Regions from separate parts of the Mus musculus genome. Here all the other regions are linked to region 5. Evidence: chromatin contacts called from public HiCAR-type, HiChIP or PLAC-seq and promoter capture Hi-C data. All regions are on one chromosome and are shown on one strand. The core of a region is the stretch at or near the end of the contact, and the rest is flanking DNA. Distances in the headings are between cores, read along the strand shown. Region 1 holds the start of Ccdc142 (coiled-coil domain containing 142). Region 2 holds the start of Pcgf1 (polycomb group ring finger 1). Region 3 holds the start of Loxl3 (lysyl oxidase-like 3). Region 4 holds the start of Aup1 (ancient ubiquitous protein 1). Region 5 holds the start of Mrpl19 (mitochondrial ribosomal protein L19). Region 6 holds the start of Mob1a (MOB kinase activator 1A). Region 7 overlaps M1ap (meiosis 1 associated protein).

Region 1 (3,289 bases), core at 355-2,854, 1.1 Mb before region 5:
CTGGCATGACAAAATATAGTCTGAGGGGGTGCGCAACAGGATCCTTGGGTCACCCCAATGTCCTTTTCTCCTTACCTTGGTCCCAGCTGCAGATGACAGACTGGTGAAACAGGCTGTGACACAGAGACAACAGCTCCTTCTCACACTCCTGAGGCAGGGGTGCTGATGGGAGAAATGAAGGAAGCCTGGAAACAAATCCCTGGTGACAGCCCCTGCCGACTCCACTCAAGTCAGGCATGGTGGCTCTCCGGAGGCAGGAGGCTGAGACCAGCGTCCCAGGCCAGTGTGGACTAAAACCTAAATAAAGACTGCTATGGGAAGCTGCGTGGCCTTGGGAAACCCTAAACGCTATACTTTAAACTCGGGGAAGTTCATTCATTCAAGGCCCTGCGCTTGCTGACAGGCTGGAGTTGAGAGAGGGTAAAGGGAAAAAGACACCCTCACCACAACCTCCAAATGCCAGCTCGGACCCCTCGCTTACCTTGACACAGTGCCTGACTCAGCTCTTGTGCCATTGCTCTAGGGTCCTCCCAGGGTCCCACGCGTAGGTCCAAACACTTAGCACAGGCTGCCCACAGCAAGGTCCAATACTGGCTCCACAGGGCTCCAGGTCCCCCAAGCCTCAGTCCGCTGCTGTCGGTGCTAGCCACGCCCCCTACCAGGCCCAGCAGCCCGGGCAGCAGCTCTCGCTCTTGCTCGCACTGCCGACGGAGCTGCTCCTGCAAGCCCGATCCGCCACGGGCTTCAGCCAGCTTATCTGCCACCTGACAACCCCGCTCTGCAGCCAGGAGCTGGAGCACACGGGCCGCGGGGAATGGGCGCGCGGCCCCGGGGACGAAGTTCAGGGAATGTCCCTGCAGAGTGTGGTAGAAGGGAAGGGCCAGCAACAGTTCGGCTAGCTGGGATGTCAGGCCCAGGCTAGCGGGTGTCCGGCCCAGTGAACGAAGCTGCATCTCGATGGCAGCCTCCAAGTGCTGGGCAGCTAGCCCGACAGGGCGAGTCAGGAGAAGCGTCTCCCTGGAGCCCGGGAAGCCGAGGCGCAGAGCCGCCCCACGAGATGGGCACAGCTGTAAATCGCCGTGCAACTGCTGCAGGGAGAGGGAACCGGCCGAGGAGCCGGAGCGGAGCAGCCGCACGACCGCCTGCAGGTGGCGGGCGCAGTCCCGGGCCCGCAGGAGCTGCTCTCGCTCGCGGTGCAGACGAAGCAATGTGGCCCGGAGCCGCTGAAGAGCGAAGGGCATCGGGCCGCTTGCAGACGCGGGAGCCCACGGCTGTCTGCTGAAGTCCGGGCACGGGACGCTCACCGCAGCCAGTAGCCCTAGCCCTCCACGCCTCCCCTCGTCCCGCTCCTCCCCAGCGCCCACGGGCTGCGCCCACGACGAGGGTACGTTAGCGAGTGGAGGCAAAGGGCCACTAGAGCTGGACGCCCGTGCCATTTGCACGGCGAGTCCCAAACGAACCTAACGCTCGCCGCCTCCCCGCTTCCCGTCGCACTCCACGCCCGTGGGCGCCAGGACTCACCAGCTAGCCGGAAGTCTCGTGGTCTTACTGGGGCTCCGTAGCCACGACCTCTGCCCCTAACAAAGATGGCCACCCACTTACTCTTTCCCGGCCCTTAACGACTATCAAATTCTAGCTAGACTTTCCTGTCACCGTTAACGGGAGGTGGCGCTGATGCTAAATGCTGTAGGGAGAGTCAAGCTAGGTGTGACTTGACAGCAGGAGACCCATGTCTCCGCCATCCCTGACTTCCTAGTGTACCGCCTTCCTGCAGTCTGCCCTCTGGGGGTCCTGCGGCGGTCTACTACAGAAAAGAGGAAAGCGAGACCTCAGTTTGCTTTTGCTTTGATCGTTGTCTTCGTGTTCATTTGTGGGCGTGTTGTTGTTCAGTTCTCTTTGAATCTCACTGTGTATGTTCTTAGCTATCCTGAAACTCTCATGTAGACCAGGCAGGTCTCGAACTCAGAGTTGTCAGCCTGCCTCCGCTTCCTGGCTTAAGTTAAGAGTGTGTATGTGTGTCATCACAGCCAGCTTCAACTTCTTTTATGTTTTCTTTCAGTCATCTCTGAGAGTTTTGGGAAGCAGCTGGTTCGGACCCTACTCATAAAGATCTTAGGCAAAGGAACAGCAAGGGGTCCTCGGGCTGCTGCTGCTGCTGCAATGCTCTAAGCAGGCAAAATTGAGCATTTGAGGGTCTCCAGTTTGAGGTCAAGGCAGTAGTTACAAGTGCTTGGGAATATATTGTGAACAGAGGACAAGACCCCACAGCATGGAAAAGAATATTATTACTGCCCAGCACTAAGAGATTGAGGCAGGAGGGTTGTCTAGAGGTGGTCGACACTTGGCCAACATACTTTCAAGTTAGCCTAGGCTACAGTGTGAGACCCAGCCTCTGAGAGTGGTTTAAAAGGTTGGAGATAGGGGGTTAGATTCCTGAAGTAGTTGGTACAGTTACTGAGGGAGAGAGAGGATCAGATATGGGATCACCGAAAGACTAAGTAAATATACAGCAGTTTTCCTGGCCATTCACTTCTAGACTCTCAGAGTCAACAAGTCCTCAGGCTAAAGATCCAGGTTATGAAGGGACTCTGGCTAACTCTCATGTGGGCACTGTTCTGGCAAAACCATTCCCCCTGCCTTGCTAAACAAAACAAAACAAAACAAAACAAAACAAAACCAAAAAACATTGTTACATTTCTAAAACTAGCCAAGAGGTCTATTCCCTTATTTGGCCACTTCCTTCTTCTAAGGCTGACTACCAAGGTATGGCTATCAAAGTACTGAAGTCCAGCAATCAAAAGGCCCCCTTTAGTTTACCTAATTAGCATACCCGATCAAAATTAAACACCTCATCCTAACCCGGGTTTCCCCCTTTACTATCATAACTCCATTTGTCTATGGGCCACAACTGTCTCCTCTCTATCCAGAGGTAGTCCTTTGTCCTCCAGGATAAACACCCTTGCCCCTTTTGTCTCCTCTCCTTTGTTCCCTTCCTCTTTTTCCTGGTCCTCTATCTCCTGTCTTTGTCCCTTATTACCTGCCCTTTGTCACTCTAGGGCAAATAAATTTCTTTTGTGCTGAGAACTTGGTCTGGAGCAGGGGGCAGGGGCAGGTGGTCCTGAGCTAATACTGATCAGTTACAGGTCACATAAAAATTGGCCCCCGCCGTAGATTCATGAGCACCTGCCTCCAAAGTCAAGAAGTCTCAAAACTAACTAATTGAAGCTGAAGAGGTGCTTTAGCCTGACTGCTCATGTAGAGGACCCCTGTGCAGTTGGCTTGAAACAGC
Region 2 (3,361 bases), core at 717-3,216, 1.1 Mb before region 5:
ATCTGAGCAGACCGCTCTCAAACCTTTTTTGCTCCTGTAAACAAAGTCTTACTCTGGAGTCCAGACTAGCCTGGAATTCACTATATAGCCTAGGCTAGCCCTGAACTTGAAGTGATCTTCCGGCCTGAGCTTTCTTCCAGGTACAAGCTGGCAAGCCAGACATGCCCTCCCCTTTCAGTCCCTTGTTTTCCCCGTAACATGATGGGCTTACTTACATGCTGTGGATTTAGCATTAGTCGGTGACACAGAACCCTTCGGAGATGGCGGACCTCAGCTCTCACAGAACACCGAACATACTTGTTCTAGGAACAGAGAAGGAGGGGAGGGCACAGGTGTCTGAGGGAAGGGTTGCTGGGAGAAACGGCTCCTTCAAAGGGGCCCTCCCCTCAACCCCTCTCACCTGAAGGACATTTTTATTCTTGTCTTTGCCAGAACTGGATGGAAACAGATACAAGTTAGAGGGTTCCACTTTTCTTGTCTCCTACCTAGCACAAGCACCACAGCACACTTTCTTCAGGGGAGCAGACACTCCCTCACCCTTCCCCCCAAGTCCCTTAGCATCTGGGTCACCAGTAGTATCACTTCACGCAACCTCTGACCTGCCCCTCACCTCAGCCGCTCCAGGCATAGGCTCAGCTGTTCATCATATCGATAATAGTGGGCTTTAGAGTGGTCAAAACTGCTGAAGGGGAGGCCAAGGTTGCTCAGGGCTGGCTCTGAGGAAAAGTAGATATTGAGGAGGCTGGTACAGGTTCCATACCCTCTTCTCCCCAGAGAGCAAAACCAGGCAAAAGAGATGCTCTGAGGGCTTTAATTGCCCCCCTCCCCCAAATGAGCACCAAGGACATACCTTCACCACTGGGCTGGGAGACTCTGTCTAAGCCTCGGGACTGATAGAATTCCCGAATCCGTTTCTCTTCACCTAAGGAGGGGTGAAGGGCAGCCATATTAATTCTCTTTGTTTTGGCTGTTGACCTCTTTATCTTTGTATTTTTTTGATTCCCAACAAAACTGTTGGGAACAAAACGTCAAGGTGCCACCCAGCATTAGAGTCAGGAGGCCCCACAAATATAAGGTGGCCACTCACTGTCTTGCAAGCCTGGCACTAGCTTATACACTATGTCCTGCATGACCCGATCCAGTTTGAGATTGAGCAACGGCTGCGTCTCGTGGATCTTGATGTTGCACATGGGGCAGTACTTGCTGGTTTGCAGGTACTTCACGATACAACTTTTGCAGACTGTAAGAGGAGAAACGAAGATGCTCAGGTCCCTTGGGAACCCGACACATGGGACAGGCAGCACAGAGGCTGGCAGCCAGCTTGGAAGAGGAGAGACAGGATCCGGGACACTCACAGGTGTGGAGACACTCTGTGATGGTGGTGGCATCCACGAAGTAGCCCGCGCACAGGCAGCAAACGATGTGTTCATTCAGGTCTTTGATCTTCACCCGGACCTCCTCCTGTGGACACACCCTCAGTCACTCCCCACTGGTCTTGCAAGCCCACCCCATCTCACCTTCTGCAATTCCCAGCAACAGAGCAGTTTGTTATTGGACTGGGTCGTCTGGCCCCCGAGAAGAGACGGGGGAGTGAGCTCCCCCTTCGCCCAGCAGAGGGCTCCGCGCACAGCGGGTGCTCTCTTTTCGCGGACCCGCCTGACTCTCTTTTTTCCCTCGGGAGACCAGACGCTGTCGGAGACACAACGCGCAAGCGTCCAAGTCCAGCGTTTGGCAACTCGGCCAGAATCGCGCGTGCGTATCGCGCACCCCGTGGCTGCGCAAGCGCACTGGGCGCCCATCCCGCCGCCACCCGTCCTCTCCTTCGTTTGGGTTCACACAGCTAACGGACCCCAGCAGTCATCCCGCTGCCCCTGCACCTCGTTCCGTAGTGGGTCCATCTTGTACACTGACTGGAGCTGGTTCCGAAGCCTCATCGCGATCGCAATCTGGCCCCCCTGAGGAGACGCCATCTTAAAGGCTGATCCCAGCCCGCCACTTCCGGTACCGCCTGCGGGGCGGGACTTGTCTCCTAGCAACGAGGGCCTCACATTCTCCGGATTGGCTAGTTTTCCGGCACACCCCGCCCTCGCCCCCTCTTTAGCTCCCCGTGTGCTCACCTGAGCCCGCTGCCCCCCCAACAATCGGTGGTCGTTATGGAGGGGGGTTGAGTGAAGCAGGGTCTCTGCGGTGCACGCTCCCACGGGCGTCCTTCCAACGGCGCGCACACAACCTCTGGATCAACTTCGGTAGCTTGTGCTAAGAGAGCCTGTGTGCCCTGGGACCCCGAAGCCGGGCTATCGCCCGCCGCTACAGCTCCGGAGTGTGGGAGTCCTGGGACCCGACCTCGCCTCCGACCCGGGGTCCTCTCTATACAGTGCAGTCCTGCTCCGCTGCGGCGTCCGCGTTGCGGAGCTGCGTCCCAGCCGCGGGCCTTCTCCCGTCTGCGCCGCGGGAGTTTTTTCCGGGCTCGCGAAGTCTGGGAGAGGGTGCCCTGGGCGGGGTGGAGAGGGAGAGACCCCCCGGGGAACCGGGAGCTCTTACTCCCCACTCTCTCCCTGCTGCCGAGGATGGGGAGAATAGGCCCTGGCTAATGATGATGATTTAATCATCGGCGCCTGCGGAGGCCTGGGACAGACTAATGCAGAGCAGATGCCGAAGGAGGAGGGGAGGATTGACAGCGAGGAGACTTGGGCAGCGAGTGCCTGCAGTAGCATAGGCCCGGGCCCGCACTTGGGGAGGACACAGGGGTTCCCGGGTCTGGTACACTGTCATCACTGGGTCCCTACGGCGGAATTTTAAAAGAATAAATTTACTCTGAAGCGTTATTAGCATCGAGTACAACTGGAGATTCGAGTGAGAGGGGAGAGACTGGCGGAAACTTGAAAGGCTCTCTGGAGAAAATTGGGACTCTTGTGTGGGCATGATTGACAAATGGATGCACGAGAGGTATAAATGTGATGGAAATAGAAAAAAAAGGCAGTGTGAAGAGGAACGACCAAAGAAACAGGTGTGGATTGAGAGCCCCAATGGAAGGAATGGGGTCTAAAAGAACTGGAATAATTAGGTTGAAGGTAACAGGAACCTCACAGAAAGGAGTGTATGTCTGTTACCCCATAAGTGGTAGTACATAAGCGTCAGGAAAGTATTAAAGACTTGTTAATCGACTACATACAGCTATGGTTTACCTTCCTGGCCCAGGCCACCTAGTCACCTCTGAGCCACTGCAGGTCTTGACTGCTTGCCCATGTCTATATCGTTCCCTCTTTAGACCTTTCTTCCCACAGCATGGCAAAGTGATTCTGATCATAGGTTACAAAGAACACACGTTTTTGATGATGTGTTTCTCATGTTGATGGTGGTG
Region 3 (3,509 bases), core at 820-3,319, 1.1 Mb before region 5:
CCCTCGCACTGTCATACTTGTTCCACATGAGTTCCTGCTTGCTGGTTTTAGCTCTGACCTGGGTCCCGATTTTGTCAGCTGTAGTATATGACCCGTTCTGGCTAGGGGACATTCGGATACCATTCACCTGCCCTCATATTATCACTGAGTCGACTGCACTTGGATCACCCAGGGCTCCCCTGCACTGGGCTGTCTTTGTGCATAGCTCTATGGAGTCTCACTTTGTGGAAGAGAACATAGCCCCCTTCTCACTGTACACATGGAACACTGGAGGCTCCTGGAGAGTACTGGCTAGCTTCAGGTCACATGGCCCTGAAATTAGTATGTTAGATGGTTTATAATCTGTGGGTTTGCTTGATTCTGCCCATTCTTGGTGTCCCGTGTCCCTTTGGTTGTGCCATTAAGGTGTTTTGTTCTTTTCTATGTACTTGAACTGCACTTAGATAATGTCCGGGCTAGTCCAGAGCATCGCTCACCTGTTCCAGGGCCATATTTGGCACTATGGGTCCACCCTGTGGCTTCTGTGAAGCCCAGCTCCCGGCAGAGGACATGGGCAGCCTGCAGCGTGAAGTCATCATCACAGATGGTGCCCCATTCACCAGCTCGCTGTATCTCCACTCGACCTTCATAGGGCTTTCTAGGAAAGCCAGCCAGCCGGAACCTCAGCCCCTGGCTTCCTACCTTCTTCTCTGGGCTGATAGAAGGAGACGGAGACCCCACACTGAAGCTGCACAGACAGTGTAGCAGCAGTAGTCCCCATGGGCAGCAATACCACACACTGACAGCTCTCATGGCGGGTGGGGCCCAAGGAGGGGGGCACTAAGGGACAGAGAAGGAGAGACACACACACTGAATGAGGGTAGGAACACAAAGAAAACAGGCACAGCCCTAGAGACCTAGATTGGGGGCGAGGGAGACTCTCCTTTCCCTTTGCAAATAATAAAACTTATAACTTGTGGTTAGTGTCCCACCATAACCTTCCCTGGTTTGGCCATCATTACCACCAACACCATCATCTCTATTTACTTTCATCCATGGGGTGGGTATGGGTTAGAGATGGAGAGTCTACGGATGGGTTGGGTAAACAGAGATATTGGGAAGAGACACAGAGAGGACGACCCAGACAGGATGTGACAGGAAGGGAGACTGTGGGAACGAAGGGGAAAAAACAGAAAGGCACGGGGTGAGAGACACATTGAATATGGATAGATGGTTTTAATCAAACCAAAAAAACCAAAGCACAGAGTAATGGGGAATGACACAGAGAGGCAAAAACCATGAGGAGAGGGAATAAAAGCCAAGGTGCAGGCACAGGAGAAATGACAGCAAGACCCATGCAGTTAGACAGACAGATGGCATCACAGGCAAGGGGAGCCTGGGAGCCCAGCCCTGGAAATCTCAGCACTATGAATGAGAAGACTCTTCAGTTTCCTATGGGGGCAGATGCCCATGCAGGAAGGGCCGAGGCTAACCGGAGTAGGAGAACCTTCTGCCACCCTCCCTAGCACATGGGCTGGCAAATATGCTGCAGGGTCAGGGACTCCAGGAGACCTAGGCTTCAAGCTGGGCAGGGTTTGGTATGGAGTTATCCAAGCTCCCTGGAACACCTCTTTTTCTGTCACTGGGCAACCAGAAGCTAGGGCTAGCTCCCCAGCTCAGGCCTTCTCTATCCGAGGCTGAAAACAGTCCTCCACAGTAAGGGGGGCCCTCCATTGCTTCCCCCAACTCAGACAAGACAGCTTTGTTCTGGGGGCATTTGGCTCCGAAGCCCTGGTGTTCAGCGTAGGGCCTGCAAATTGCACCCTGAAGCCTCCATCCCCAACAGTTTGCTCAGCTTTCCACTCTTCTGTTTCGCTCCTTGACCAATAATAAAACTGTCAGTTGGTTGGCTTTCCCGACTCCATCCCAAATCAGCGTTTCTCCTGGTCCACCATCCTCTCCATCCCCAACTCCTCTTCCCGCTGGCCAGCAGTAACTCCCCTACCTTCGACTAGGCACAACTCCAGAGGCTGGAAGCAGAGTCCTGGTCCTGGAGATTACTTTCAGGACTTCTCAGAAAAAAAGTGTTCGGCCAGGGGAGACTGGACCCCCCCTTCCTCTCCCCTCTTCGTTGGTCCCTCCCACGTCCCCTAGAGCCCTCCCACATTCCGCTTTCTCCCTCCATTCCGGCCAGGCCAGTTCCCTCCTCTAGATCTTCCCCTCCCCTGTGGAGCTGGCTGCAGCCACGCCACCCCCTCCCACTCCTCCCGGCTCAATGAAGCTTTCTTTTCCCGCAGGTTGGAGGCCCGGCAGCCGTATTCAGGGTGCTTGACTTGCAAACGGTTTCGGGACAGCAGGACGGCCCCTGTGGCAACGGGAAGCTTTCCAGCCCGTAGCCGTTCCTCCACATCCCCAACTAGACAGAGTATCAACAACAGTCCAGTCCAATTCCCGGGCTGGGCCATGAGAAAAGGTCCCACAAAGAAAACTATTGTCCCGATGGCTCCCTTGGTCATTATGGCGCCCCCGAGGTGCCTGCAGGTGATGTCACGGCCTTCACTCTGATGTCACGTTAAACATATGTCGTCACTCTCAGCTTCCACCCCCCAGGCACTAGGGCCCCTGGTTGGTGATCACCGCTTCCCTGAGTGGTGCCACTGTGTGCACCACTAAAGATAAAGGCTTTAGTGAGCTCTCCCTGAGTTCTTCCTGATGGCTCGTTTTCCTCCAAGCCCTCCGCTCCCCCATCACCGCCGCAGGGGCCGGGGAGGGGCGGGCACGCCTCCGGCACCCTGCAGCCTCGCCCCGCCCCGCCCCGCCCCCAGCCCTCCGGGCCAGGAAGCGCGGAAGGAATCGCCTGGGCCATGGACGGGGCTGTGATGGAGGGTCCGCTTTTTCTGCAGAGTCAGCGCTTCGGGACCAAGGTAGTTTGTTTGTGGCGTGGGGGATGGCGAAACCCCTCTGGACTAGAAGTGGGTGAAAGAATCCAGAAAGAGGGAAGGGGCCGGAAGAAGGTCGGAACGGCGCGCGGGCAATTGTAGATCCCCAAGACGTTCCCTTAAAAGTCTCGGGCTGTGCCCTCCTTGGTGCGGTCTTGGGATGCCATTATCTTTGGGAAAGTAGCTCAGCCTGGGAAGCCCCAGACTCAGATCGGCCTTCATGGGTCTCTTCTTCCTTGTGGGGCGCGTGCTACCACCGCGCACTCTCGAGTCTTTCGTTCTTTCCCAGAGGTGGAGGAAAACTTGGGCTGTGCTTTACCCAGCCAGTCCTCACGGCGTGGCGCGGCTGGAATTCTTTGATCACAAGGGGTCGAGCTCTAGAGGGGGTCGAGGCGGCTCTCGCCGTCTAGACTGCAAGATGATACGCCTGGCTGAATGTGTGAGCGTGGTGCCGGTGACTGTGGAGAGTCCCCCTGAGCCCGGCGCTGTTGCCTTCCGCCTGGACACCGCACAGCGCTCGCACCTGCTGGCGGCGGACGCCGTATCCAGCACCGCCTGGGTGCAGACTTTATGCAGAACCGCCTTTCCGGT
Region 4 (3,467 bases), core at 371-2,870, 1.1 Mb before region 5:
CTTACTTGATACACCGTGAAAGGAACAAAAAGGGACCACAGCAGTTCTGAGACCCAGGAGGCATCTGACACCGTCTGAGGGGAGGGCATGAAGTGAGGTCTAAGCCAGGGCCACAGGTGGGAAACTTCCCTTCCAGACCCCAGAGTAGTCCCTGTCCAGCATGCACTCACCACAGAGACCAGGGGTCTCTGAACTTGCAGGGTAAGAGGTTGTACCACGTCCTGAATAGAAAATGGCCACGAACTAAGAGAGAGGGAGAGAGAGCGAGTAGTATGGGAGTTCAGCCTAGCCCAGCCAACCACTTATATCTGACTTAAACTAGTAAACTGTCCAACTCCATAAGCAGACAACTGAGGAATTAAGAATTTCGAGGGCAGGGCTAAAAGTGGGCAGACAGGAAAGGAACTAGGGCACCCACTCAACTGGAGCCAGATGCCTGCGCTTACCCACCTGAAACGCAGCAGCCCTTCTCGGCCATTGGTGGCCTCTTCCTCGGGGAAGAGCAGCAAAGGTGTGGGCGGAAGCCTCGTGGAAGCACAGAATTTCTTGAGTGACTCCACCAACTCCACCCGCCTATCCATCTCCATGAAGCCCCGAGACCAACACACAAAGCTGGGGGGACTATTGAGTAGAGGCTGAGAACGGGGAGAAAAAGCAAGAAGAATGGAAGGAAATGTCAAAAAGAGAAAGAGAAAGGAAAAGACAGAAAGAAAGAGGAAAAGGGTGACACGTGAGGTGGCGATTAAGGGGCTGGGGGAAAGGCTCGGTGTTCCCCAAGAGAATCCCAATGGGTAAAGGGGAGCCTTGAGCTTGGGCCTGGGGAGCCACCCGGTGGCGCTCTCGGCCTCGCCCCCCACTCACGGTGCTACAGGTGGTGAGGAGGTTGACTATGTTGTGGTCAAAAGGTGTTACGTGGTTGGAAATAAGGACCCTGACGCGGTGATCGCGGAGTCCGGAGTCCTCCTGCCGGGCCACGAGCCCCAGGACCGCACACATGGTTCGTACCACGAACCTGGGGACACAGGCGGCGGTGACCGTGCGGTCCAGAGCCCAGCCCAGCCCCGATGCTCCCCCGGGCGCCGCGGTCCGCACCTGCGGAGGACGCTGTCGGGCAGAGCGCAGCTGACCAGGAAGACGTGGAGCCCGAGGAAGAGTCGCAGGACCAGGAGGCAGAGGCCGACCGGCGCGTAGAGCAGTAGCGCGAGCAGCAGGAAGCCGTCACTCGGGAGCCTGTGGCGAGAGGCGACGCGATCAGGCGCCGAAGCTGACAGGACGCGCTGACCGGTCTCTTCCCTCCGCAGCGCTTACCGGTGCGAGTCAAAGAGCCGCTCCGGCCCCGGAGCTGGGGGAGGTTCCATCGCAGCCGCTTCAGGAGAGCGGGGCCGCTGTCGCCGCCATCTTCGCAGGGCCGCGGGGGCCCCTGGGAAGGCGGAGTCTTTGGGCATCCGCCGAGACGCCAGAACCTGAGGCCCGGAGGCGCCCCGGAAGGGCTAGCGTTCCCAGCATGCCTCGCGGCCCCGGGGAATGTGTGTGTATGTGTGTGTGTTTGTGTGTGAGCGTGTGCGTATGCTGGAGAGGAGCGCGTCCTGACGGGACTACGTTTCCCGGCATGCGCTGAACAGCTACCGTCGTGCCCTGCTTCTCCTAGACCGCTTGCCGGGTTCTAGAGGACCGCCTCTGAGTAGGGCGGGCGAGGAGAGTCGAGGCGGAGCTGATGGCTGCGCTGAAAGCGGGGCGGGGTGCAAACTGGAGCCTTCGGGCATGGCGGGCTTTGGGGGGCATCTTCTGGAGGAAGCCTCCCCTGTTAGCTCCTGACCTCCGGGCTCTGCTGACGTCAGGAACTCCTGACTCTCAGATCTGGATGACTTATGGGACCCCCAGTCTCCCGGCCCAGGTGCCTGAGGGGTTCCTTGCATCACGGGCAGATCTGACGTCTAGGACCCCGGATCTCTGGGCACGATTGAATGTGGGGACTTCAGGCTCCAGTGACCAGGAGGCCCGCAGGAGCCCTGGAAGCCGTCGGCGCGAATGGCTGGCGGTGGCGGTGGGCGCAGGAGGTGCAGTGGTGCTGCTGTTGTGGGGTTGGGGTCGGGGTCTTTCCACGGTGCTGGCTGCTGTTCCTGCTCCGCCACCCACTTCTCCCCGGAGCCAGTACAATTTCATCGCAGATGTGGTGGAGAAGACAGCCCCTGCTGTGGTCTATATCGAGATCCTAGACCGGTAATGGTGAAGTTGACCAGGAGGTGTTGAACTGCCGTTAGTGAAGGCAAGGGAGCAGGATGAGGTGGAAGCTGCAGTGTAATGGGTACTTTCCCCATCCCAGGCACCCTTTCTCCGGCCGTGAAGTCCCCATCTCAAACGGATCAGGATTCGTAGTGGCTTCAGATGGGCTCATCGTTACCAACGCCCACGTGGTGGCTGATCGGCGCCGAGTACGAGTGAGGCTGCCTAGCGGGGATACTTATGAGGCCATGGTCACAGCTGTGGATCCCGTAGCAGACATTGCCACACTGAGGATTCAAACCAAGGTGGGGATGGAGTAGGCCAGATCTGATGGCAGCTGTTCTCTTGCTCCCTTCTTAAAATGACCAGTTTTGCTGGCCTTGTTTCCCTTAAGGAGCCTCTTCCCACACTGCCCCTCGGCCGCTCTGCTGATGTCCGGCAAGGGGAGTTTGTTGTTGCCATGGGAAGCCCCTTTGCACTGCAGAACACGATCACATCTGGTATTGTCAGCTCTGCTCAGCGCCCAGCCAGGGACCTGGGACTCCCTCAAAACAACGTGGAATACATTCAGACCGATGCAGCTATTGATGTGCGTCCTGATATGAGGGAAATTAGGTGCTAAGGTTGGAATTGGGGAGAACAGCTGTTGGGTATGAGCACCAACTGACACGTGGTGGTGACTGGGCCTGTATCAGAGGTTGGGCTGCAAAAGGCAGCCTCTCTAGTTCATGTGCTAGGAATGGAATTTGAAAAATTTCCCTACACCCTGTTTATGTCCTCGGTCTTAGAATTCCCAGAGCATGGGATTCCAGATCTTTTTGATGTTTTCTTTCATTTTATCTCACAGTTTGGAAATTCTGGTGGTCCCCTGGTTAACCTGGTGAGTGTCCGTGTTCTTCTAAGAATCCATGCCCCAGGTTAGTGTGGGAAGTGTGGGTTTTCCTCTGATTTAGGGAATTTTAGCTAAGTCTCTAGTCTCTTGTTCCTCTCCTGGTATACAGACAGACAGACAGACAGACAGACTTCTGTCCCCAAATCCTTGCTACTCTTGTTCAGGTGCCCCCATCCTCTGCCATCTGTGTGGGCTAGGGGACAGGGGGCTGTGTCCCTGCAGGATGGGGAGGTGATTGGAGTGAACACCATGAAGGTGACAGCTGGAATCTCCTTTGCCATCCCTTCTGATCGCCTTAGGGAGTTTCTGCATCGCGGGGAAAAGAAAAGTGAGCCTGTCTTACAGGGAAAGG
Region 5 (3,333 bases), core at 569-3,068:
CTTGCAGGAGTCTATGTGCAGGACATATGTCCTGTTACCCAAGGACACCCAGTGTACATTAGTTTCCCTGGACCTGGAACTACAAACAGCTGGGAGCCGCCTGGTGTGGGTGCTGGGAACTGCTACAAGAGCTGTAAGTGTTCTTACACGGAGCTGTCTCCCAAGCCCCTCTCAACTCAAGAAGGTTTGAAATGGACCCCTTTTAGCTTGTATGCCTCCCAACTGCCCGAGGCAAACTCAGTTTTAGTTCTGGAAAAGGGAATGTTCTCAGTGAGCTCAAGGACTCCGTGGGGGCTATTTGTTAAGAGTGATGGCTTTTCTCTTTATGCTTTGTCCTAGTTAAGGTTTTGTTGATGAAATGAAATATCATGACCAAAGCAAGTTGAGGAAGAAAGGTTGCATTTGATTTACACTTCCATAACACTGGATCTCACTGATGGAAGTCAGAACAGAAACTCAAACAAGGAAGGAACATGGAGGCAGGAGCTGATGCAGAGGCTATGAAGGAATGCTGCTTACTGGCTTGCTCCTCATAGCTTGCTCAGCCTGCTTTCTTATAGAATCTAGAAACACCAGTCCAGGGATGGCACCACCCACAATGGGCTGGACCCTCCCCCATCAATCACTAACTTAAAAAAATGTCCTACAGGCCACCTACAGACCTATCTTATGGAGACATTTTCTCAGTTGGGGGTACTCTCCTCTCTGATGACTCTAACTTTTGACAAAACAGCTAGCATTTATTATTCTGTTTGGAGCCTGTGAGAGCCAGGTAGTGCTGGTTAGTAAGACAGAAGTTAAGCAAAAGAAGATACTCATTGCTCCCCACGGAATTCATAACAACGAACTAAATACCAATAATCAAACAAGAGGCAAACGAAAATTTCCTAAAAGAAGCAACGTTCTACAAGACTGATTAACTAATTAAAACGTGAGTGACTTGAAGCATTGTGGTGCTGCAGATCCAGAGCCCAACTATCTTGGCCCATTAGTCCCTCAAATGGTAATTTATTCCCAACTTACTTGTGAACCAACGGCCTTGTTATTATTAAGGGACTACATTCAGCAACCGCCTCACTTCCATCAACCTGAAGGCTAAGAAGGCCATCAGCGCAACTGAGGCATACAGCAGAGACATCTCCATTTTGATATAGCATTCCTAAATGGGTGTACCTGCCAATGTGTTTAAGGAATGGCTTTCTTGCTCTGATACTATGGAATGCCATGGAATTGTTACATGTAATTGGAACATGGATTTGTGGTGACCTAAATCTTGTGTTCTGAGCCCCTCATTAATACTTGACTCTAGAATAAACTATCTCTTTTGCCCTTTAGGTGACAGTTGTGTTTTTCATGTAGGCACAAGCAAATAAAAGGTGGAACTGAGGAGGCTGGAGAGGGTGGCTCTGCAGTTAGGAACACGTAATTTTTCAGAGGACCCATGTTCAATTTCCAGCATCCACATAGGGTCCCTTGCCACTGCCTGTAACTCCAGCTCCAGGGGATCATATGTCCTTCATGGGCACCTGCAATCACACTCACACACACACACACACACACACACACACACACACACACACTCCACGCACTTCATAGTCACTCACTAAATGCAAATGAGATCACAGTACTTAGTGAAATGTACAAACTTGCTAACCCTGTAGAGAAGTGTAACTTTGCAAATTATGGAGAAGAGGAAAATTATATACATTTACAGGTATAACTCCCTCAAACAAGCGGCGGTACACCGGGAAGCAAGTTTAGTCCCATAGGAGCCACCGTCCGGCCACACCCCATCGCACTGACTTCTGGGAGTTGTAGTCCTTCATTGAGGGTGTAGACATGGCGGCCTCCATGGCAGAAAGTTGTAGGGCGTCCCTGTACCTGGCCCGGAGCGTCCGAATGGCCAGGCCACGGCTTGCTGCCTTCGCATCTGATGCCTGCCGTGTCTGCACGGGCCCAAGCCGATTTCAGAGCACCGGGCCTTCAGAGCCCGGTGGGTTCAAGCCACCGCCGAAACCTGTCATCGTGGACCGGCGCCGAGTCCCGGAAGACGAGAGAAGGTGAGGCGGCCGAGGCCGCGTGGGAGTGCGCACACTTTGATACCCGCTTTATAGCTGGGCTGCACGAAATCGGGTTCCGGGTCTGCCCCTCTCTAGATCACGAAAGACGCAGGCTTGGACTCCCTTCCCTCAGTTTGTCCTAAAATCCACCACGGTGAGCCTTGGCCAACAGATTCTATCCAGGAGGAAGGGTTTGGGGAGGTCAGATCGGCTCAGGCACGTGGATCCAGCACACTCTTTTTCGTCTTACCTACATAAATGCATCTTCAGAAGCTTAACAGTATGGACCCGCAGGGTGGTTCGGTTGTGAAAGTTGCAACCTGTACACCCAAATCCATGCCTAGAACCCATAGAGAAAAGAGAGACCGTACTCCAAAGTTTGCCTTCAAATCCCCACATGAATGTTATGCTGGGCGCTCCAACCACAATACACAATAATTTGTGGGTGTGTATCAGGCTGGCCTTGAACTCAAAAAAGATCTGCCTGCTTTTGCCTCCTAAATGTTAGGATCAAAGGTGGGAATCCCTATGCTCGGTGGAAGATTTCTTTTAAAGTCAGTTTGCAGCTGGTGATTTGTATATATTTTCTCCATATTTATAGCTCAGTGGGAGACTTGTGCTCATTTGCAGACTGAGAGAAATGCAGCGTATTAACTGTGACAAAATTGTAACAAATAGTAATTATGTCAGCGGTTCATCACCTTTACGCTCCAGTTGTGCTTTGTTTTTTTTTTTTTTAAGTAAGATGACAATAAAACATCTAACTGGTCTCAGGATTAATTTATGCTACTATGGGTCAGCTTGCCTGTGTGGTGACAAACACCAGAGACAGCCAGCCTAAAGGGAACAAATTCGTTTGGCTCAGGGTTTGGACAGTTGTAGTTAATTTTGCTTGGTCCTGGCCCTGTCACTTGGGCCCTGCAGTGACACAGTATAGCGTGGCAGGAAGCATTAGCTAGGTAAAAGCAAAGGGAGAAACAGAAAGGGGCCGGGGTCTGTGCCTTGCCTTCAAGGTTAGATGCCCAGTGACATGTTTCCTGTACCGGACTGAAACTCTTTAAGGCTTTCTAAGCCCCAGTAGCTGCCCAGGATGACAGCTAAACAAACCCTTAGCACAAATGCCTTCTTGGACAATAAGGTCCAGACCTTGAGGGCTACTTGATGTATGATAACCATTTAAACACAATGCCTGGTGCGTTCTCAGGAGTGAGCATTAACAATGGTTTTGGAAACCATGGTTTTAGAAATAACATTGCAATCCATATTGAAAGAA
Region 6 (3,314 bases), core at 436-2,935, 1.4 Mb before region 5:
AAAAAAAAAAAAAAAAAAAAACTAAATAACTAAATAAATCTTTGAAAAATACACTTACATTCTTCTAATGATGCCATCAAAACAGTTAAAATAACGCTGAGGATGGAAGAAGTCACAGATGTAATGAGACACTCATATCCAAAATACATAAAGAATTCTTACAACTGAAACCAAAAAGTCAGACGGACACAACCACTGCACCATATACACACGTGGAAATGTCACAGTGAAACCCATTAATTTGTACAATTAACAGATGCTAACAAAATAAAGAACAATCTGATTTTAAAATAGGAAAAGGATCTCAATAAACTCTATCCACAAATAGTCTGAAAACACAAAATACAGACACAGACACACACACACACACACACACACACACACAAACGATGCTTAACATTGCTGGTCATTGGGAGAATGTAAATCAATAAATTCCACTTCACCCTCAGATCTATCAGTGGTAATTACCAGGCAGGTGTGAACTGAAGAATTCTGAAAACTCAATACAATGAGAATGGGATGTTAAATGCAGTGCAGGCTTTAGAAGGCTTGGCAGTGCCTCAAAGGCTAACATGCAAAAACCTCACTAAGACCCAGGAGATACCATCACACACACATACCCAAAAACCTATAACCAGCTGCTCACAGCAGCGTTATTCAGAATAGCCAAAGAGTGGGAAAAACTGTCCATCGGTTTAAGTTATAAATAAAAACTTCCATTTACCTCACCTGGCTGAAGAGCTATGGACAGTCCACAAGAAGAGTCAGGTTTTTCAGGGACAAGCTCAAATAGACTCATAATGAAATAGTCAGCTCTACACCCAAGTACATACAGACGACACTAACTGGATCCATTACGTATGTATGTTGTATAGACGTAATATAGAATATAGATAAGAGAACATGAATTTGAATGGGAGATGAGAGGGCACTGGAGGAGTTAGAAATGAAAATACGCATCTATTAAGTTCTCAAAAAAAATAAAAACCTTAAAAAAAATTCACATGTGGGCCGAGATGAAAGCACCCACCTTTAATCCCAACATCTAAGAGGGCTCGAGGCCAGCCTGGGCTACATAGCAAGACCATTTCTCAAAACAAAACCCCCACATTTAAAGGAGGCCTGTCCTAGTGGCCGAGGCTGTATCCTGGCTCCTTGGGAAAGCAGAGGCAGGAGGAGTCCAGGTTCAAGCCCCGCCTGGGCTAAGAGAAAAGTCACATTGGAAGGAGCAATGCCCTCTTCCCAAATGCAAACCTGTGGGAAGCCACTGAGAACCTGCGCCTTTCTTTCTCAGCCTGGTCTGGTCACCGAGGCACTGCACATTTTCCTGCGCTAGCCGATCCCGGGGCGGCAGGCCCGGAGCAGCCCTAGGTCGGGCTCCGCCCTCCGCTTGGCCCCTCGGCCCGGCCCTGCCGACCGACACCCGCCCCGCCCCGGCCCGGCCCGGCCCACTCACAAGAGGAAGCTCATCCTCGCTAGCCCGAGGGGCCGTGGCCCCCGCCCCGTCAGACTCGGCGCCGCCGCGGGCACCGGGAGGCAGAGGACGGTCCGCGGCTCTACAGGGCTGCCGAAGCTTCACGGCCCGGGTTTGGTACCGAGTTCCAGCCGCCGCGACCAAGCACCGACCGCGGGCTCCTCCGCGCTGCCTCCCACAGCTCCGCGAGCCAAAATGCGGAACCAAGAGGATCTCGCGAGACCGGGCTTCTTCCCGTCCCGCTGAGCTTCACCCTGCCCCTTCCTGAGCTCAGCCAATCAGTATTCTGTGGGCACGGGAGGGAAATGGGGCCAACTAGGCGCCGCTGTCAACTGTTCCGTGGCCGAGGGACGTCTGCCAGCGCTACTTGGTGACTGTTTCGCTATTTAGAAAAACTTGATGTCTTCTCCTAAAGGAATGCTATTCTGGCCACCTCGCCTGTTGATGGACACCTGGGAGGTTTCTACACACACACTGTAACGCTGCTATGAATGTCCATGTGCATGTTCCGTGTGGGAGGATATGTTGACACCAGGTGACACTATGGTAGAATGAAGAAAAGAGGGGGGAGAAAAAAAACCTGTGGAAATAAATGAAACTGCAGATGCGCAGTGGCAAAGATCCAGTATTTTGCCGGTGGTTTAAAACCATTTGAATGCCACCTGTCACATTAATGTCATCAATTTTATTTTATCAACTTTTGGGTTCCTGTTTGTTTGCGTGTTGTTCCTTGGTTGAGACAGGATCTCAGGTGTTCCAGGCTGCCCAGGCTGGTTTAAAGTTTACTATGTCGCCAAGGATGACCCTGACCTCCTGACCGTCCTGCGTCTGCTTCCCAGGTGCGGGAATTACAGGCTTGAGCTACCACCTGCCTCCTTCTATTAACTTTTTAAACCACCTTTTATACATTTGTATTTATTAGTGTGGTATGTAGTAGTAGCTGGTTCTCCTTTTCTACCTTGATGGGGGGGGGGGCAGCCTAGGTTATCAGGATTATTCAGTAAGCTTTTTCTTTTCTTTCTTTCCTTTTTTTCACTAACTTCTGTAAATTTGTATGTGATTTAGAGTATGTGCCTTGATATATTTTTTGAATCTTTTGTTTGTTTGTTTTTGGTTTTGTTTTTTGTTGGTTTTTTTTGTTTGTTTGTTTTCCTGGTTTTTTGAGACAGGGTCTCTATGTAGTCCTGCTGTCCTGGAACTTGTTTTGTAGATCAGGCTGGCCTCGAACTAACAGATATCTTCCTGCCTCTGCCTCTTGTCCTTTTATTTGTTTATTTTTTTCATAAGTATATTTTTAAATAACATATTATTAAGGTTTGAGTCTGTGTCCTTATGTTTATATCAAGTCAGGACAAGCATGATGATACACAGCTTCTTTAATCCCAGCACTGGGAGGTAGAGGCAGATGGGTCTTTGTGAGTTCATGGCCAGCTTGGTCTGCATAGCATGTTCTAGGACAGCCATGACTACATAGAAAGACTCTCAAAAATTATATGTGTGTGTGTATGTATGTGTGTGTATGTATATATATATATATATGTATATGTGTGTATACATATATGACATTATATGTATACACACACATATATATATATATGTATATAACTATAAAAATATGATGTGAGAGGCTTGATTAAGAGCACTTAATACCTGTATAGTATAGTACCTGAGTTCAGGGTCCAGCATGCACACTGTCTGTAACTATCTGTAACTTCATTTCCAGAGCATCTAACACTCTCTTCTGACCTCCACGGGCATCAGGCATACATGCATGTCACATGCATGTAAGCTGGCAAAACACTTATAAAATAAAAAAAAATCTTCTTTTAAAAAGGAAAAA
Region 7 (3,472 bases), core at 599-3,098, 1.0 Mb before region 5:
AATCACATGGTGCTTGCCCAACACGTGCAAACTTCTGAGTTCAATGACCCTCCACATGAATTATGTAATATGTCCCATGTATCATATGCATTTTATATAACATTAGTCAGCATTTCTTCCTTAACAGGATACTACTGAGTTCCTCCTTTCCCTGTGATAGCTTCTGTAGCAAACTGACAGGATTTGAGGGCTAGAGGTCCAGTTCAAACCCGTAAAACCAGATTCCCGGGGTGGGCATGCCTTGTGAATAGTGGAGTACACACGTATAACCGTTTGGGTTGAGTTTTTCTTGGTGTCCAGTAGATGTCAGCACATCCTCATTTTCCAGCCCCAGCCCTCCACATGGACTAGAATTTGGGTAGTTCCCATCCATGCCTGTTTCATGTGTACTGGCTGATTAAATTTCCCAAGCTTGGTTTGTTACACATTCTTGTTACGAACAGTTGGATTTCTGATTTGTTTGTTTGTTTGTTTGTTTTGGAGATAGTCTGACAATTTAGATCTGGATGGCCTGTAACTCATTATGTAGATGAAGTTGGCCTGAACTCATGGAGATACTTTGTCCCCAGTGCTGGGAGCCTCAGCTTGGATTAAACTCTAAGGCTCTGATGTGGTTATGCCTGGGCTACTGTTTGCCATTTTAGCTCGAAATGGTTGTCCTCCCAGGCCTCAAGCTGCCTCTGCTTAGATCAGGTTGGTTTGTGGTGGCTCTGTGGATCTGCCACGACTGCCGTGAATTATAGGGATGTGTCACCGTGCCCTGTTCTCTGCTAGCTATCAATCCTTGTTCTCTAAATTCTACAGTCAAGTGCCAGGTATGTTGGTACATGATTATAATGCCAACACTTGGAAGGCAGAGGTAAGAAGATTTCCAAAAATATGAGCACAGCCTTGTCTACATTGTAGGTTCCAGGTCATCCAGGGCTACATAGTGTGACTTTGTCTCAAAAATAAATAACATACAAATACACACACACACACACACACACACACACACACAAACAAATAGATTCTACAGTCAGATAATTCTAGCATACCTGCCATGACTGGGTCTAATACCTATTCTAACTTCAAATGGTGTGTCTTGCCTTTTATTCCGCTTGTCATCTTCTGTGATAGACGGGTTCCACTGGGTCAAAGATGTTATTGTAATTGGCCTTTACAAATGTGGTATTTGTGTGAAAGGACACATTCTCTACTATTATTATTTTCTATTCAAATAATAAGAGTAATAAGTTTTTAAAATCTCGCGTAATCAAGTTTTTAAACATTTTTTAAGATTTATTTTTATGATTTTATGTGTGTGGGTGTTTCACCTGCGAGAGCATCTGGGCACCACATGTGTGACTGGTGTCTGAGAAGGTGATGAGCTTCTATATGGGTGCTGGGAATTGAACTTGGGTCCTTTGCTAGAACAGCAAGTGCTCTTACCCACTCAATCAACTCATCAGCCCCCAAAACAAGTTCGTAAAATAATATTGATATGTGATTATTTGTTCCTAGTCTTCAAGAGAAGCTGCTACTCAAATACAAACTCCACAGTGTTTCTCAGTGTGTTCTTCCCCTTGGGTTGGAGCATGGGCACTTGACTGGGCTGGAGTGGGTTAGAGCATGGGGACTCGATTGGGCTGGAGTTGATCATTCCTCTCTATGTGGAAGGCTGTAATTAGCTTGAGTTTGCTCTCTCTTGTCCTTCAGGTGAGTTAGGTCAGTTCAAACCCTAGGTTCTGTTTAACTAGTTTCTCCTGGCCACAGAACTTATGAAAAAGAACCGTTGAGTGTATTTCAGAATGCCTGTTCTCTCCTGCCCCACCCCCTTGCCATCCAGGTTTGAGTCATAAGGGAATTTCCTCTTAAGGGTCTGGTTGAACTCTTAGACTTGGAGCTCACAGAAGTGTGTGAGGCCTTAGGACGTCCCTTGGAGTTTTAAATGTTGAGACTTAGCTTTTAGCCGTTTACTAATGTTTGGGTTTTCCTACCCAAGCAGTGGTTGCCATGGAGGTTTTGCTTTAGTGTGCTGTGAGTCTGTCTGATTCTGGAGGCAGCTGTTTGCCCTGTGTTGTAACCTTGCCTCTCCTAGGCATCTAAAGGGAATTGTTGACTTTGCAAGTGTTTTCATAATTGTTGGGACAAAGTGGCAACTTCCACCTTCCTAGCGTGTGAAAATGGCAATGGGAAATTAACACAATTATTTTCCAACTCTTCTGTCTGCAGCCAGAGGTCCCTCAAATATTTTAACCCACACACACGAATGTACCCGTGGAGTATCCACCCATAACTTATCTATATTTTTATGATTGTCTCAGCATGGCATCAGAATAGCATCAACTTTGACATTCGCTAATCCCAGAGAAAATTTAGTAAATTTGGGTAAAATTTTGATTAAAGACAATTACAATTTTTTTCTTTATTTTGGGCTCTTTTTTGAGATAAGATTTGACTCAGTAACCTAGCCTGGCCTGGAACCACATAGCCCGTGCTGGTTTAGCCTTGCCTCAATCTCCTATGTGCCGAGATTACAGGTGTGAACCTCCCTGTCTGGCTTTAAGGGTACCCAGATAGATAGAAAACAGAGCCAATTTAGGGAACTTAACATTTACCCTGCAAACTCCAAATGTCCTGGGCAGGTGTATTTACATTTCATTTTTATTTCAGTTTTTCCTTAGAGTTCACTTTGGTCCCTGTTTTCCAGTTTCTCTTGATGCCCTTCTGCATATTAAGAGCTGAGTAGGTGACACTGAGGACATGGTGGCAGCAGTTAAGAGCACTTGTTGGAGCAGGAGAGATGGTTCCGTGGTTCTGAACCTGTACTGTTCTTCTTGAGGGCCCGGGTTTGGTTCCCAGCACCCACAGCAGACAGCTCATTATTGCCTATAACCCCAGCTTCAGGGGCCCCAGTGCTTCTAGTCTCTGCAGGCACCTGCACACACATGCATATACCCACATACACATAATTGAAAATAAAGTAAGAATTTAAAAATAAAATACATTTACTGGTGTTCTTTCCCAGTACTTGATTGGGAAACTTACAACTGCATGTAACTCTAGGTCTGGGGTCTCTCTCTCTCTCTCTCTCTCTCTCTCTCTCTCTCTCTCACACACACACACACACACACACACACACACACACACACACACACGTACTCACCAAGAAAAGAAAAAGAATTTAGGAGAAAAGAAAATGGTAATGGGATAGAAAAATAATGTTAGCTGAACATCTCATCTTAAAAATGATATTCAATGTATATAAAACAGAACAACATAAGGTTAATAAATACTGTAACACTACAGAGATGGGGGTGGGGAGATGACTTCACGTCCTAAAAAGCAGCATCTCTTACCTCCAGGGAAGTCCAGGGCTGAGCAGCACTTGAGGCCATGTGACTGCTGTACTGTTTGAACTGCTGGAGCCCATCTTCTATTGCCAGGGGTAGTAAGGCGTGAGGTGGTCTGTGACAACCTTCTACCTGTA

Evidence for each region. Promoter capture Hi-C pulls out the DNA fragments that hold promoters and counts their contacts. HiCAR-type assays count read pairs that join an accessible place to other places. HiChIP or PLAC-seq counts read pairs in DNA pulled down with a chosen protein or histone mark.
Region 1: a contact with region 5 is called in a promoter capture Hi-C map of liver, with 3 times the contacts expected there. The contact joins the promoter of Ccdc142 here to the promoter of Mrpl19 in region 5. A contact is called at or near these places in 6 of 39 promoter capture datasets (the 3T3-L1 cell line, 3T3-L1-derived adipocytes, embryonic stem cells and 3 more) and 1 of 115 datasets of contacts at active chromatin or transcription factors (forebrain).
Region 2: a promoter capture Hi-C map of neural stem cells shows a contact between it and region 5. The contact joins the promoter of Pcgf1 here to the promoter of Mrpl19 in region 5. A contact is called at or near these places in 7 of 39 promoter capture datasets (the 3T3-L1 cell line, 3T3-L1-derived adipocytes, cranial neural crest and 4 more).
Region 3: a contact with region 5 is called in a FOXA1 HiChIP or PLAC-seq map of pancreatic cancer cells. The contact joins the promoter of Loxl3 here to the promoter of Mrpl19 in region 5. A contact is called at or near these places in 4 of 39 promoter capture datasets (cranial neural crest, hippocampal neurons, liver and 1 more) and 1 of 115 datasets of contacts at active chromatin or transcription factors (pancreatic cancer cells).
Region 4: a HiCAR-type map of astrocytes shows a contact between it and region 5, with 2.9 times the contacts expected there. The contact joins the promoter of Aup1 here to the promoter of Mrpl19 in region 5. A contact is called at or near these places in 2 of 39 promoter capture datasets (hippocampal neurons and pre-B cells) and 1 of 115 datasets of contacts at active chromatin or transcription factors (astrocytes).
Region 6: a contact with region 5 is called in a promoter capture Hi-C map of pre-B cells, with 3 times the contacts expected there. The contact joins the promoter of Mob1a here to the promoter of Mrpl19 in region 5. A contact is called at or near these places in 2 of 39 promoter capture datasets (liver and pre-B cells).
Region 7: a promoter capture Hi-C map of cranial neural crest shows a contact between it and region 5. The contact joins the enhancer-like site here to the promoter of Mrpl19 in region 5. A contact is called at or near these places in 8 of 39 promoter capture datasets (the 3T3-L1 cell line, 3T3-L1-derived adipocytes, the C10 cell line and 5 more), 20 of 484 Hi-C or Micro-C datasets (the 3T3-L1 cell line, 3T3-L1-derived adipocytes, B cells and 15 more), 4 of 115 datasets of contacts at active chromatin or transcription factors (astrocytes, bone marrow-derived dendritic cells, embryonic stem cells and 1 more) and 1 of 9 other capture datasets (adipose tissue).

Annotation. Positions count from the first base shown.
Region 1 is chr6:83,099,831-83,103,119 of GRCm38.p6, reverse strand. Ccdc142 (coiled-coil domain containing 142) reads right to left here and starts at 1,604. Exons shown (of 9, transcript NM_001081266.1): 1 at 482-1,604; 2 at 76-162. The coding sequence starts at 1,436.
Region 2 is chr6:83,076,995-83,080,355 of GRCm38.p6, reverse strand. It overlaps Pcgf1 (polycomb group ring finger 1), which reads right to left and starts at 1,966. Exons shown (of 9, transcript NM_197992.1): 1 at 1,878-1,966; 2 at 1,356-1,461; 3 at 1,088-1,240; 4 at 851-922; 5 at 611-716; 6 at 401-434; 7 at 216-302. The coding sequence starts at 1,934.
Region 3 is chr6:83,032,765-83,036,273 of GRCm38.p6, reverse strand. Loxl3 (lysyl oxidase-like 3) reads right to left here and starts at 2,069. Exons shown (of 14, transcript NM_013586.5): 1 at 1,985-2,069; 2 at 477-819. The coding sequence starts at 792. Dok1 (docking protein 1) reads left to right here and starts at 2,803. Exons shown (of 5, transcript NM_010070.4): 1 at 2,803-2,903; 2 at 3,208-3,507. The coding sequence starts at 2,844.
Region 4 is chr6:83,052,674-83,056,140 of GRCm38.p6, reverse strand. It overlaps Aup1 (ancient ubiquitous protein 1), which reads right to left and starts at 1,620. Exons shown (of 12, transcript NM_007517.4): 1 at 1,309-1,620; 2 at 1,093-1,230; 3 at 862-1,012; 4 at 451-635; 5 at 171-243; 6 at 1-74. The coding sequence starts at 1,445. It overlaps Htra2 (HtrA serine peptidase 2), which reads left to right and starts at 1,570. Exons shown (of 8, transcript NM_019752.3): 1 at 1,570-2,220; 2 at 2,324-2,528; 3 at 2,618-2,812; 4 at 3,071-3,103; 5 at 3,338-3,443. The coding sequence starts at 1,715.
Region 5 is chr6:81,964,434-81,967,766 of GRCm38.p6, reverse strand. It overlaps Mrpl19 (mitochondrial ribosomal protein L19), which reads left to right and starts at 1,818. Exons shown (of 5, transcript NM_026490.2): 1 at 1,818-2,060. The coding sequence starts at 1,840.
Region 6 is chr6:83,324,410-83,327,723 of GRCm38.p6, reverse strand. Mob1a (MOB kinase activator 1A) reads right to left here and starts at 1,685. Exons shown (of 6, transcript NM_145571.2): 1 at 1,457-1,685. The coding sequence starts at 1,470. It also overlaps a transcript of Mthfd2 not described here.
Region 7 is chr6:82,968,022-82,971,493 of GRCm38.p6, reverse strand. M1ap (meiosis 1 associated protein) reads right to left here. Exons shown (of 10, transcript NM_033079.2): 3 at 3,342-3,472. Among named protein-coding and RNA genes, the nearest start is that of M1ap, 23 kb to the right of the region's middle. Within about 2 kb of position 1,848, at least 15 of the 459 cell types and tissues checked have an H3K27ac peak or open chromatin away from gene starts, as enhancers often do.